Linked DNA regions of Lactuca sativa: region 1 is linked to region 2. The links are chromatin contacts, called in public Hi-C maps. All regions are on one chromosome and are shown on one strand. The core of a region is the stretch at or near the end of the contact, and the rest is flanking DNA. Distances in the headings are between cores, read along the strand shown.

Region 1 (5,638 bases), core at 2,001-4,500, 170 kb before region 2:
TTTGGGTTGATGAGTCGTCTAATACCACGAATGAAGCTTGGAATTTCTTTTCTTCCAGGTTTGACGAACTGATGAATAACCGTCCCAAACTGATTAGTAACAAATTTAAAATATTACCAACTGGAGACAGGGCTACCCTCACGAGGTCATTCTCTAAGTTTGTAATTAAAGAGACGGTTTGGTGTTATGGGAATGATAAGGCGTCGGGTCCGGACGGATTTACTTTCAAGTTTTTGAAGAAATTTTGGGAGTTGATTAAAAATGACATGATTATGTTTATGCCGAATTTTGAAGGTTCGGTATGTTGGCTAGAGGATGCAACTCTTCATTTATATCATTGATTTCGAAAAATAGAGATGCTATTACTTTGAATGATTATACGTCGGTGAATCTGATGGGTTGTCTCTATAATGTGATCTCTAAAGTTCTAGCCAATCGTGTCAAAAAATTTCTTGATAAAATTATTAGCTCGGAGCTAGCGACCTATGTTAGAGGTCAGAGTATCTTGGATGGTCCACTCTTACTTAATCAAATTGTTTCTTGGTCCAAGAAGGTAAAGAAAAGACTTTAACTTTTAAAGTAGATTTCGACAAAGCCTTTGATTCAATGAGTTGATAATTTTTGGATTCGGTCATTGATCAAATGGAGTTTGGATGAAAATGGAGGAGATGGATAAATGGATGTCTTTCATCTAGTAGAGCCTCCTTTTTTATTAACGGATCTCCTACTAAAGAATTGGATATTAAAATTGGTGTTAGGCAAGGAGACCCTTTGTCTCCGTTTCTTTCATCATCTTCATAGAAGATCTATATGTCCCTGTGGAAGCGGGGTGTGATCTTCACTATTTTTGAGGGCTTTCTCTTTAGTATAATGGTATTTCTATCTCCCATCTCATGTAATGCCAATGGTGTCACTTTGTTTGTTGAATGGTTAGGGAGATAACTTTATCAATCTTAACTGTGTGTTTCGTTGCTTCTTCCTTACATTGGGTCTAAAAGTTAATATGCATAAAAACAAGGTGTATGGTGTAGGTGTAGATAGTTTCAGGCGGAAAGGCTTGTCAGTATTCTTTGTTGTGAGCTTGCTTCATTCCCTTTATTGTACCTTGGTCTCCTGGTTGGTGCTAATATGAAACTTGCTAAAAATTAGTCTTCGGTGGTTGAGAAATTTAAAACAAAATTATTTATGTGGAAAGCGAAATCATTGTCTTTTGGTGGTAGGCTTATGCTTGTTAAATCGGTTCTTAACAACCTTTTGTTCTTTTATTTTTCTCTTTTTTTAGGCTCCAAAGAAGGTGATTAACATGTTTGAGAGTATCAAAAGGAAGTTCTTGTGCGGTGATGATGAGGATAAAAATAAAATATATTTGGTTGCTTGGGATGTTGTCATAAAATCCAAAGAAAATAGAGGTCTTGGTGTTGGGTGTCTAAATTCGACAAATTTGGCTCTATTTACCAAATAGTGGTGACCGAGGTTAAAAGTTGAGTAAAAATCCTTCTTGTTCTCTTGTATTAAGTCCATTCATAATATAAAATCAATTGATGGAGACCCGATGGCTAAAAAATCGATAAAAGGGGTGTGTCCAAGTATAGCTCAAATTAGGATGGATCTTGGAAAAATAGGTATTTCCATTTCTTCTTTATTTTAAAGGGTAGTAGGTATGAGGGACAAAACATTTTTCGGAAAGTTGCTTGATGTGGTGGTTTGACCTTAACAGAGTTGTGTTCCAATCTGTATGCTTTAAATAGAAATAAAAATTATTTGATTATAGAAAAAAAAAACATATGGTTGTTAACTTTGATTCTTGATGGCAATGGGAGTAGTCGAGGAATATTAGAAGGGGGGTGGGGCGGATAAGTGAATCAACTATTGGTGCCGATGAGTATAGTGGCTGGTTTTCAATTCAATAATAAAGGTGATAGCTGGTTTGTGACGTGGTGATTGTGATGGTAAATTCTCGATGAAAGGTTTGCAAAGGCTCATTGAAGAATCGGGCAGGAGTGATAATAACAAGTTATGTTGGGTTAATTGGATACCCTCAAGGATAAATTGCTTCATTTGAAGATTGTTGCAAAATAGAATTCCTATTTTTTCTCATTTACTCAAACGTGGAGTTGCTATCTTGTCTTCTTTGTGTCCTTTTTGCATAGTTCAGGATGAAGACATAGATTAAACTTTCTTTCCCTTCGTAGCTTTGGGCTTAGTTGGTGGGTTGGTCCTCAATTCTTCATCATCAGTCCTCTTCTTGCAGTGATTTAAGGGATATGATAAGCTCGAATGCTCTAAACAAGAGGAAGCTTAAGTTGAAGTTGTCTCTTATGCATTCAACTTTGTGGATTATATGGAAGAAGAGAAATGAAATCGTTTTTCGAAACAACATAACAATGATGATTATAGCGAATGACATTAGCATTTGCACTTTTAGTTGGATCAAACATCGAGCCAAATTGAATTATATTGATTGGTTTAGTTAGTGTATGTTTCCTATTTCAAACATTTGTTGTACTTAGACTTGAGCTTCTCGCTTAAACTTTCATTTTTTGATAATATATTTCTGCTTGCCATTCAAAAAAAAAAAATACTCAATTTTTATAGTGATCTAAGTCTAATTAAATTTCTGAAAATTTAAATAAGAAAAACGTTGAATTCTTGAACTTATTTATTTATTTAGTCTCTTTTCATTTTAGAAAAAGCAACCTCAAATCCAATGACCTTTTCGCGGATTTAGGCATTCAATCTACGATTTTAAAAAAAAATGGCAATATTGTTATATTGGTAGATTGGTCTCTTAATATAGTCATTTTAATGAATAATTTAATACATATAAAATCAAGGGCAATGGAATATGGACCATATGTCATATGTGTTGGATATGAAAACCATACGTTTTTGTATTAATTTCTCGAAACTATGATCAAAGCTGCAGAAAATTGCATACCTCATTGACTAAAATAGTAGTAATATGTTCTAAAATTAATTTATGCATTGTTTTGCAAAATATAAAAAATTTCGTAAAAATAAAGATATAAATATTTTCGTAAAAATAGTAGGCTTTTTTATTAAAATATCAAAAGGTCATTTCCTCTTGTAACTAGTTTTCGTAAAAACAGTAATTTATTCTAAAATTAAGTAATTAACACACCCCAACACACAGAAAGAAGATGCCTCTCCCAACAACCGTCTTGTGTTCGGTGAGTAAAATAATATCTTCCGGATAACAAAAGAAAAACCGGTAAGACAGAGACCCGTGCCTTGTTTGATTATCTAATCTATGGATAATATGAACTTATCGATACATACGAACCTCATCTCACCTTCTCTTATGATCACCTTCCTTTTCTTCTCAACTTGCACTTTCTTTAAGCCTTCTTCATCTTCATCTGTAAGTTTTTCTTCTCCTTCATATTTATTACTCCGCACTCCAACTATTCGATGAAATGCCTCAATCAATGATTCTTCTGTATGATGTTCTTTTAATCCCTAGATGTCCAGTTGCCTTTACTATATATAATTCAACATCTAGCTTATATATAAAGAAATCAATACTTTCATCATCGTTAATTTTATATACCCGAACTTTTCTTTTTTAAGATCAAACCCATAAATATATTTTCAAACTGGATTTGGGTTTTTTTGGAAATTTGCCAACACGGATTAATTTACAGCACTCTTTACTAAAGTCTATTGCTGTTTATCTGTTTTTATTCCTTCAGATGCAACTATGGCGATCACCAAGGTCTATATAATGTGAGTAAATTTATAGTTTTTACCTTTTCTTAAATTATGATTCATACACACACAATACATAGAGTGTTTTATTTCAAGGTTCTTGCTTTATGTGTTTGATCAATTTGAATTTTGTTAATTTTGTTCCAGTTATTACTCCCTGCATAAACATGTTGAGTACATGGCTAGAGAAATACAAAGAGGAGCAAATTCCATCGAGGGAATCGAAGCAACACTTTGGCAGGTTTATAATTTTTAGTTTTTACAAATCAATACGAAGTAAAATATTAATTTTATTTGTAACATTGTTTAGGTACCTGAAACACTTCCAAGTTTGGTATTAGAAAAGATGAAGGCTCCTCCTAAAGCAGATGATGTGCCAGTGATTAAACCAGAACAACTTACAGAAGCTGATGGATTCCTATTTGGGTTTCCTTCTCGTTTTGGTGTAATGGCAGCTCAATGTAAAGCTTTCTTTGATTCCACTAACGATCTCTTTGAAACCCAAGCACTCGCCGGAAAACCCGCCGGAATCTTTTGGAGCACCGGTTTCCATGGCGGCGGCCAAGAACTCACAGCGTAAGATAACACATTTCATTTATGCAGTCTGCAAAATAGTTATTTTTCCATCAACCTCTGAGCTGTCTGACCAGTGGGGCCAGTCTACATTGAAATTGAAACTGTCACACTGCAGTTGTTGCTGATACTGATACTGTTTACTTGGATGTAGGTTAACGGCGATAACACAATTAGCGCATCATGGGATGTTATATGTGCCACTTGGATACACATTTGGGAGTGGAATGTTTGAAATTGATGAAGTTAAGGGTGGATCGTCTTATGGTGCGGGAACTTATGCGGGTGATGGGTCGAGAAAGCCGAGTGAGTTAGAGCTCCAACAAGCTTTTTATCAAGGTAAATATGTATCAGAAATCACTAAAAAGCTTTCAAGAAACTAAAAGTTAATCCAAGTGAATAAATCTTGGTTGTAAAGATTGTGTTGTTCATGAATAAGGTTAATAATTTATGTGTATATAGCATATACATATCACAGAGATTGTAAGTTTATAACACCACAAGCCCAAAATTATAATGAAACATCCAAAGGCTGAAATTGCATATTGTGGTATTAGTAGACATCATTCAAATCCATATAAATGTCCAAAAAAAAAAAAAAAAAAAAAAAAAAAAAAAACACTAATCAAGCAACATGTGCTAAACTAGGAAAAAGAGACTACCATTTACAATTGTAAACCCATGAAATAAAGAAAATACATAAATAAAACACCAAAAATGATCCTAAAAGTTGGGTATTTCATTTTGTCAATTCTCTAAGGCCCAGCCCAACATTTAATTACTTGATAATTGATATTGATACATCACCTGTTCGGATCACAAGTAACCAAAACCGGGTTCAGATAATTTAGAGCCAACCGGTCAAATCACAGCATTTCCAACCGGTGCCAAGTTGTTATTTGATTCATCTGTACACCGAGTAACAAACAAACAAACCAAGAAAAATAAATCAATAAATTATTTATATTGATAATGTTGTTTTTAAATAATATAAAAATGAATGTAATCAAGTTGTTACCAAGGGGAACATGTTGCACAAAGAAGCATGCACCAATCACTATATAGGCAAGAGTAAGGGTCACTCCCTTCAAGTAGTGTGAACTTCCATCCTGCATTTAATTTAATCAAATTAAATCGTATTCTTTTATTGGTTAAATTATATAATAAGAGTCAAATGGTTACCAAGAAAATAATGCGAGAATTGGATATAAACGTAAAGAGAGGGGGGGCTAAGTGTCAAACCTGTAAAGCTAAGGCTGTAAGGAGAATTGACAAGGCAAGGCAACCGGTTTCAAGTAATCCAAAATCAAGACTCATTGGTATCCCCATTATCCAA
Region 2 (5,727 bases), core at 2,744-5,243:
TATGGGTAATCATTGACAAATGCAACATGAATGTTGCTTAAAGAGTACTTTGTTACTTGAAATCTACTCCGGTTCAACGATTATTTTTACCTTCGCCTAGATATTTGGAACTCATGGCATACTATGATGCTAATTGTCTTAGTTGTCCTTTCACGAGGAGGTCATGTACATATTATTTTATTAGCATTAGTAGTGTACCTGTTTCATGGAGGATGAAGAAGAAAAGTGTTCTATCTCATTCAACAAAAGAAGCTAAACACGATATATGTGAGTTTTATGGTTGTAGTGGTTACTTTATGATCTAGACGCAACTCAGATTGGAGCCACATCGTTGATGCCACACAACTCAACATTGTTGTTAACATGTTATATCATGAACATACAAAACACGTTGAAATAGATTACTACTTTGTATAATTATGTGAATAATGGAGAAATAAAAACATATGCAATACATTTTGCATCATAGCCAACATATATCTACCATACATTATAAGGAGGCAAATCCAAGAAAGAAAAAATATGCCTAAATCAGTTATGAAAAATTCACCTGAATGTCGAAAGTTGACAACCGAATGAAAGTCAAGAAAGAAACAGCAAAATAATATCTCTATTTCTAATAAAAGACTCTCTATACCGCCACGTGTCATCTTTTTACATTCTATTTTGCCACGTGTCCTTTTTTGGTTACCCAATATTGTATTTTCCCGCTCAATATATATCTCCTTAATTAAAAAGCAATCTTCAAATCATATATTGTGAAATGTGCTATCAAAATTTTGAAGTCCTTAATTATCTACTCCAAGTTACCATATGTGGGATTCAATTCCCTAAATCTCGCTATTTGCATATATCTCAATCTATAGATTTTTAGGGCTTATTCAACTGCTTTTTGCTACAAATGGGTTAAATTGAAAACAAACTCTAATGGTTGCCTCTCCGCTCTTTGATGTTCGCATCAATCCTGATTCACGAAGCGAAGTCTCTCTCTCTCTCTCTCTCTCTCTCTCTCTCTCTCTCTGCTCAATCCAACATATGCCAACCCTACCTCCAGCGGTCTTTGTAACTGATTTCAAGTTCTAATTTTAGATCAATGTATAATGTCAGAATTTTATATTAGTATGTAATTTAAAATTATGAAATCTGATTCTTTTTGTATGTTACACACATACATTAGTGTTCTCATATATGTTACTGAAAGTTTGTATAATTGTGAGCTCTAATTTCTATTATGTTATTGGAAGTTTGAATAATTTCTTACTTCTAAATTTTAAGTTCTAATTTATAATTATTTGAGTTATCGGATTATACTATTTTCTTGCCAAATCTGTTATTGGAGTTCATAACATAGAAAAATAGGGTTGAAGTGATTCTAACGGTTACCCCGATTCCGACGACTTATCCAAAATCGAAATCAATGAAGAGTTTTTATGTAAAGAAGTTCCGCGATTTGACGATCTGAAGAAGAAAGGTGTGATTGATTCATACATAGATATCGAGAAAGACCATGAGTCATATGAAGACAAAGAGAACATTACCAAATATTTGATAAAGTAGTATTTGCAGTTCTTCAATCTGTTAATAAAGGTCATAAATCAAGATCCTTCACTTAAAAATAAAGGTGTTAAGTTATTTGATACAGATAATGATCATACTCTATGAATCGACGATGTTGGAAACAGTTAGAGAACGACAAATGACATCAATAACATCTTACTTGGTGTCATCTGTAGCCTGTAGTCCTAGGAGCATATTGTTATATGAGATTCAATAGAGTCAAACCCTGCTACACACACGAAAAAATGGGCATGTGCTTTTTTCTTCTTAGACATTTGAGTCGATGCATAATAATTAAGGTAAAAGTACCCACCTTTGAGTTATCTTAATGGTTCTTGAATATTTAATTTGTAGGTTACAATTGTTTTTTTATGACAAAAAATTTAAACAGTATACAAAATACAAAATTTTGAGACTTTGCATTGTGCTGGGAACTTCACTTTGCTTTGAGTATGAAAATGTTGATATATATATATATATATATATATATATATATATATATATATATATATATATATATATATATATATATATATATTGATACTTAAAAACTCATTCCTCGGCATCTTGCATTGTATTACGGGGGTGTTTGGCTTATCTTTTGAGGGGCAAAAAGTTCTTTTTGGAAAAGATAGAATGCTAAAAGATGTTTGGTAAAACCATTTTAAAAGCTACTTTTTGATTTTTTATTTAAGGAAAAGTGACTTTTTAGAAAAGTCAGGAAATGCTGTCATTTTGTAACTTTTGCCAAAAGGACTTTTGGTTCCTAAAAAAATAAGTCAAACACCCCCTACATCTTAAGAAAAGTCATGGTCGATATAAAAACCATTTATCTTCCTTTTAGTAATTTCTTATTATCACTTTCTACTATAACATTGTAATTTCAATCTATCTCTTAATATGAAATTACATTTTAATAAAATTACCTATTTATAACAAGATATCTGTTAAAATATTGATTATACGATTTGTTGGTAAAACAATTTTGATTGACATGGTTTTTTCGATTCAGTGACTAATTTTTTCAATTTTATCTTTGTTATAGATATTTTCAATAGTTTAATTGAGTTTAACATTTTAGTGTCATAAATTTCCCTGTTATGTGTACCATTTATATAACAACATACTTATATTTATTAACTGGAATATCAAAATACTTAATTTTTGACAGAAATTGAAACATGCTTATATTTATTGACAAAAACAGCAAACTACTTAACAAAATTTGAAATACAATGTTATTAACTAAATTATTATTATTATTTATAATTAAGACTATTTTATAGAATGTAGTCTATTTAACTTTATCACTCCTTATAACTCCTTATAATGTACGAGTTATAACCTAGTCATGAAAATAAAGAATATAGCAGATAGTATCTTGGCTTCAATAGAACGGGAAAGGGGGGTGTACTAAAATTGCTACTAAGAAACCCTAAAAATGAAAAAATGACAATACCGAACACAATGAGCTTGTTTAATAAATAGCATCTTTAAGCAGATATATATGATATGGATAACTTGATAAGAGACATGAACATTACAAGAGCCTTCTAGAGTTGAGTTGGATCGTTTCATGGGCTTAGCCCGTATTTGACTTTAGGCCCTATATATATCTCGATTGTTCTTGTAAATTCTACAACTATAACATTACAATATTAATATAAACTTCTCTAGTTCATTTGTTATGGTTAAGCAATTACCTCGAATGTGAGCCACAGATTAAAAGACAAAGGGTCAAAAAAGATGACAACAGAACATACGCATAAACTAATTATGATACCATATTTTTTTTATTTGGTTTATTTCCGTATACATCCAAATTGAACCTTTTCCAATGAAGAATAGGTCGGTTTATGGTGAAAATTTAACGAAGTGAATTTCTTATTAAGTTCTTCGACTAAGGGATCACTTTCTATATTGGTCTTCCAAAATTATTTTTTTCCTTTTCAGTCACTCGATTTTAAGGTTTATCATATTCATCCATCTCTATATTCGTCGAGGTGAATTAGCCCCCATCATTAAAAAGTTTAAAATAGACGCATCAAATTGATTTTTAATCTCTTCAGTCCTTTCCAAACTCAAATATTTATCATCATGTTTCATCCTTACTCAAATTTAAATTTTTTAAAACGTTTAGGGAAAACCCTGTGAGTTTGAGAAAGTATAGGGACTAATTTTGTAAACATAATATTTTAAAGATATTTTTGCGTTACCGTATAAGTTAGCCAATCACAGAACCCATTAAGATCTATACGATCTTTTCGACAAGGAAAACTAACTGCCTGTCATTTTCGTATCTCACAACGAAATCTTCACCATTAATTATGTTAAATCTGATGGTTGATATTTACTCTCATCTCACAAAGCATAACATATCCGTCAGTTTATCAGAAAGTGCACGAAATAAATAAAAAAATACCGCCTTTTCGACAGTCGGTTGTTCTTTACCATTGACGATCGTTCTCATTTGCGATATAATTCAAACTGTGTGTGTGTGTGTTTGGGTGTTGGTGTGTGAGGAGAAATGGACTCCTCATCGGCGGTAGAGGAGGCGACTTTTCAAGAGAAGCCAAAAAATTCTGTTGATAAAACATCGGTGAAGCGGTGGCTGACCGGAGCGGAGAAAGACGAAGGCGAAGAGGAGTGCGACACGGAAGCCTGGGAGACGCTGAGTAAGAGTTTTAAGGAAGCGCAATCGGTGTTAGATCAGAACCGATTGTTGATTCAACAGGTGAACGAGAATCATCAGTCGAAGATTCCTGATAATTTGGTAAAAAATGTCGCGTTGATTCAGGAAATTAATGGTAATATCTCAAAGGTAAGCTCTGTTTATTCGAATCTATCTGTCAATTTCGCAAGCTTTGTTCATCAGCGGCGCGTCAAGAACAAAAACGATAAGCTGGATCGCTCAGATTCGTGACTTGCGTTTTGCCTAAAAATCGTATTTCGTCGCTTAGTTTCAGTAATTCTCGATCATCTTTTAATAAAATACTTTTACGCCATCTGTGTTTACAGAATTTGCTAGTATATTTTACAAATTTGGAGTCAGTTTGAGAGTCTATTTCGATTGCTTTCATAACGTTCGTGCATGGGGTGTCTTTTGGATGACGTTTGTGGTTTTGTTGTGATTGATCGTATTTTGAAATGAAGATTTGAGTGCATAACTAGTCATACCTTCATCTTTGATGATTAAGGTAGAGTGATTGCTGCAGATTGCTAATCTTATGAGGTATTTATGTTTTGTCTTCGTTGATTTGCCCTAATTGTGTTGGAGTTCTTGTTCAGTGAATAAATACATACTTGTTTTGTGAGAGTGTTTTCCATATTGAGAAAATTTCCTCTGATGTTTCATAAAATTTAACATAATCTTGGAGTTTATGAACTAATGGTGTGGCTGTAATTGATCTTGGTTTCCATAAGTAGGTATTCTATTGCTTTTATGTGTTAATTCTTGTCTGAAAGACTGACTGATTTGACACACTGTGCTCCAAACTTCTTTCTGTCATTAAGGAGGTTGCAGGGGACCTGGATTATGATGGGGATTTTGGAACACATTGATGTCATGGATCTGAATCTGATGGTAAGATTGGTTGATTCTAGGGTTCCATGTAATCTGTGAATGTTTTGATGTTGGGATTTTTGTGTATAATGTATGAACTGCATATAAGATTCAGAATTTGTGATGACAATTTATTTGCATCATCAATCGAAAGAATTTGTGTTTATGATTGTGAGTAAATGGATACATCCACAAGTGAAATGGTCATTGATAGCTGTGTCCTAGTTCTTGAGTTATGATCTTGAAATGGTTATTGAGTTATGATCTTGAGTTATTGATAGAGTATGTAATATATAAACCTTAAAGAGTCCAAAAGTTGTCACAATCTAGCTATTGGAGCAAGTTTCATCTGTTTCCTGGTTGCAACTCGTCACATCGTGGTTTAATTTTTGTCCATTATATTGGACTAAGTCCTGTCCTTTTTATATTAGTTTGATCACATATGATAATGTGTTTGCTAGATTACTATTTTGTTGTTAATTAAGAATTAAATCATTTATACTATTAATTAACTAATAGTTAATTGTGAAATCATTTGTTAATTGATGTTATCTGAACATGTTTTCATAGTAAATTGAATTATTTTTGTTTAAGATTGTGTTGAGTGC

The links. Hi-C and Micro-C count contacts between places; a contact is called where the count stands out from the background.
Region 1: a contact with region 2 is called in a Hi-C map of seed, with 9 times the contacts expected there. The contact joins the promoter of LOC111893172 here to the promoter of LOC111893198 in region 2. A contact is called at or near these places in 3 of 4 Hi-C or Micro-C datasets (leaf and seed).

What each region holds. Positions count from the first base shown.
Region 1 is chr8:110,535,143-110,540,780 of Lsat_Salinas_v11, reverse strand. It overlaps LOC111893172 (probable NAD(P)H dehydrogenase (quinone) FQR1-like 3), which reads left to right and starts at 3,250. Exons shown (of 5, transcript XM_023889236.3): 1 at 3,250-3,382; 2 at 3,714-3,747; 3 at 3,877-3,970; 4 at 4,040-4,305; 5 at 4,457-4,759. The coding sequence starts at 3,722. The coding sequence ends at 4,685. LOC111893170 (vacuolar cation/proton exchanger 1) reads right to left here. Exons shown (of 11, transcript XM_023889235.3): 9 at 5,545-5,638; 10 at 5,321-5,411; 11 at 4,929-5,210. The coding sequence ends at 5,164.
Region 2 is chr8:110,363,279-110,369,005 of Lsat_Salinas_v11, reverse strand. LOC111893198 (protein EARLY FLOWERING 4-like) reads left to right here and starts at 3,993. Exons shown (of 1, transcript XM_023889266.3): 1 at 3,993-5,285. The coding sequence starts at 4,085. The coding sequence ends at 4,480.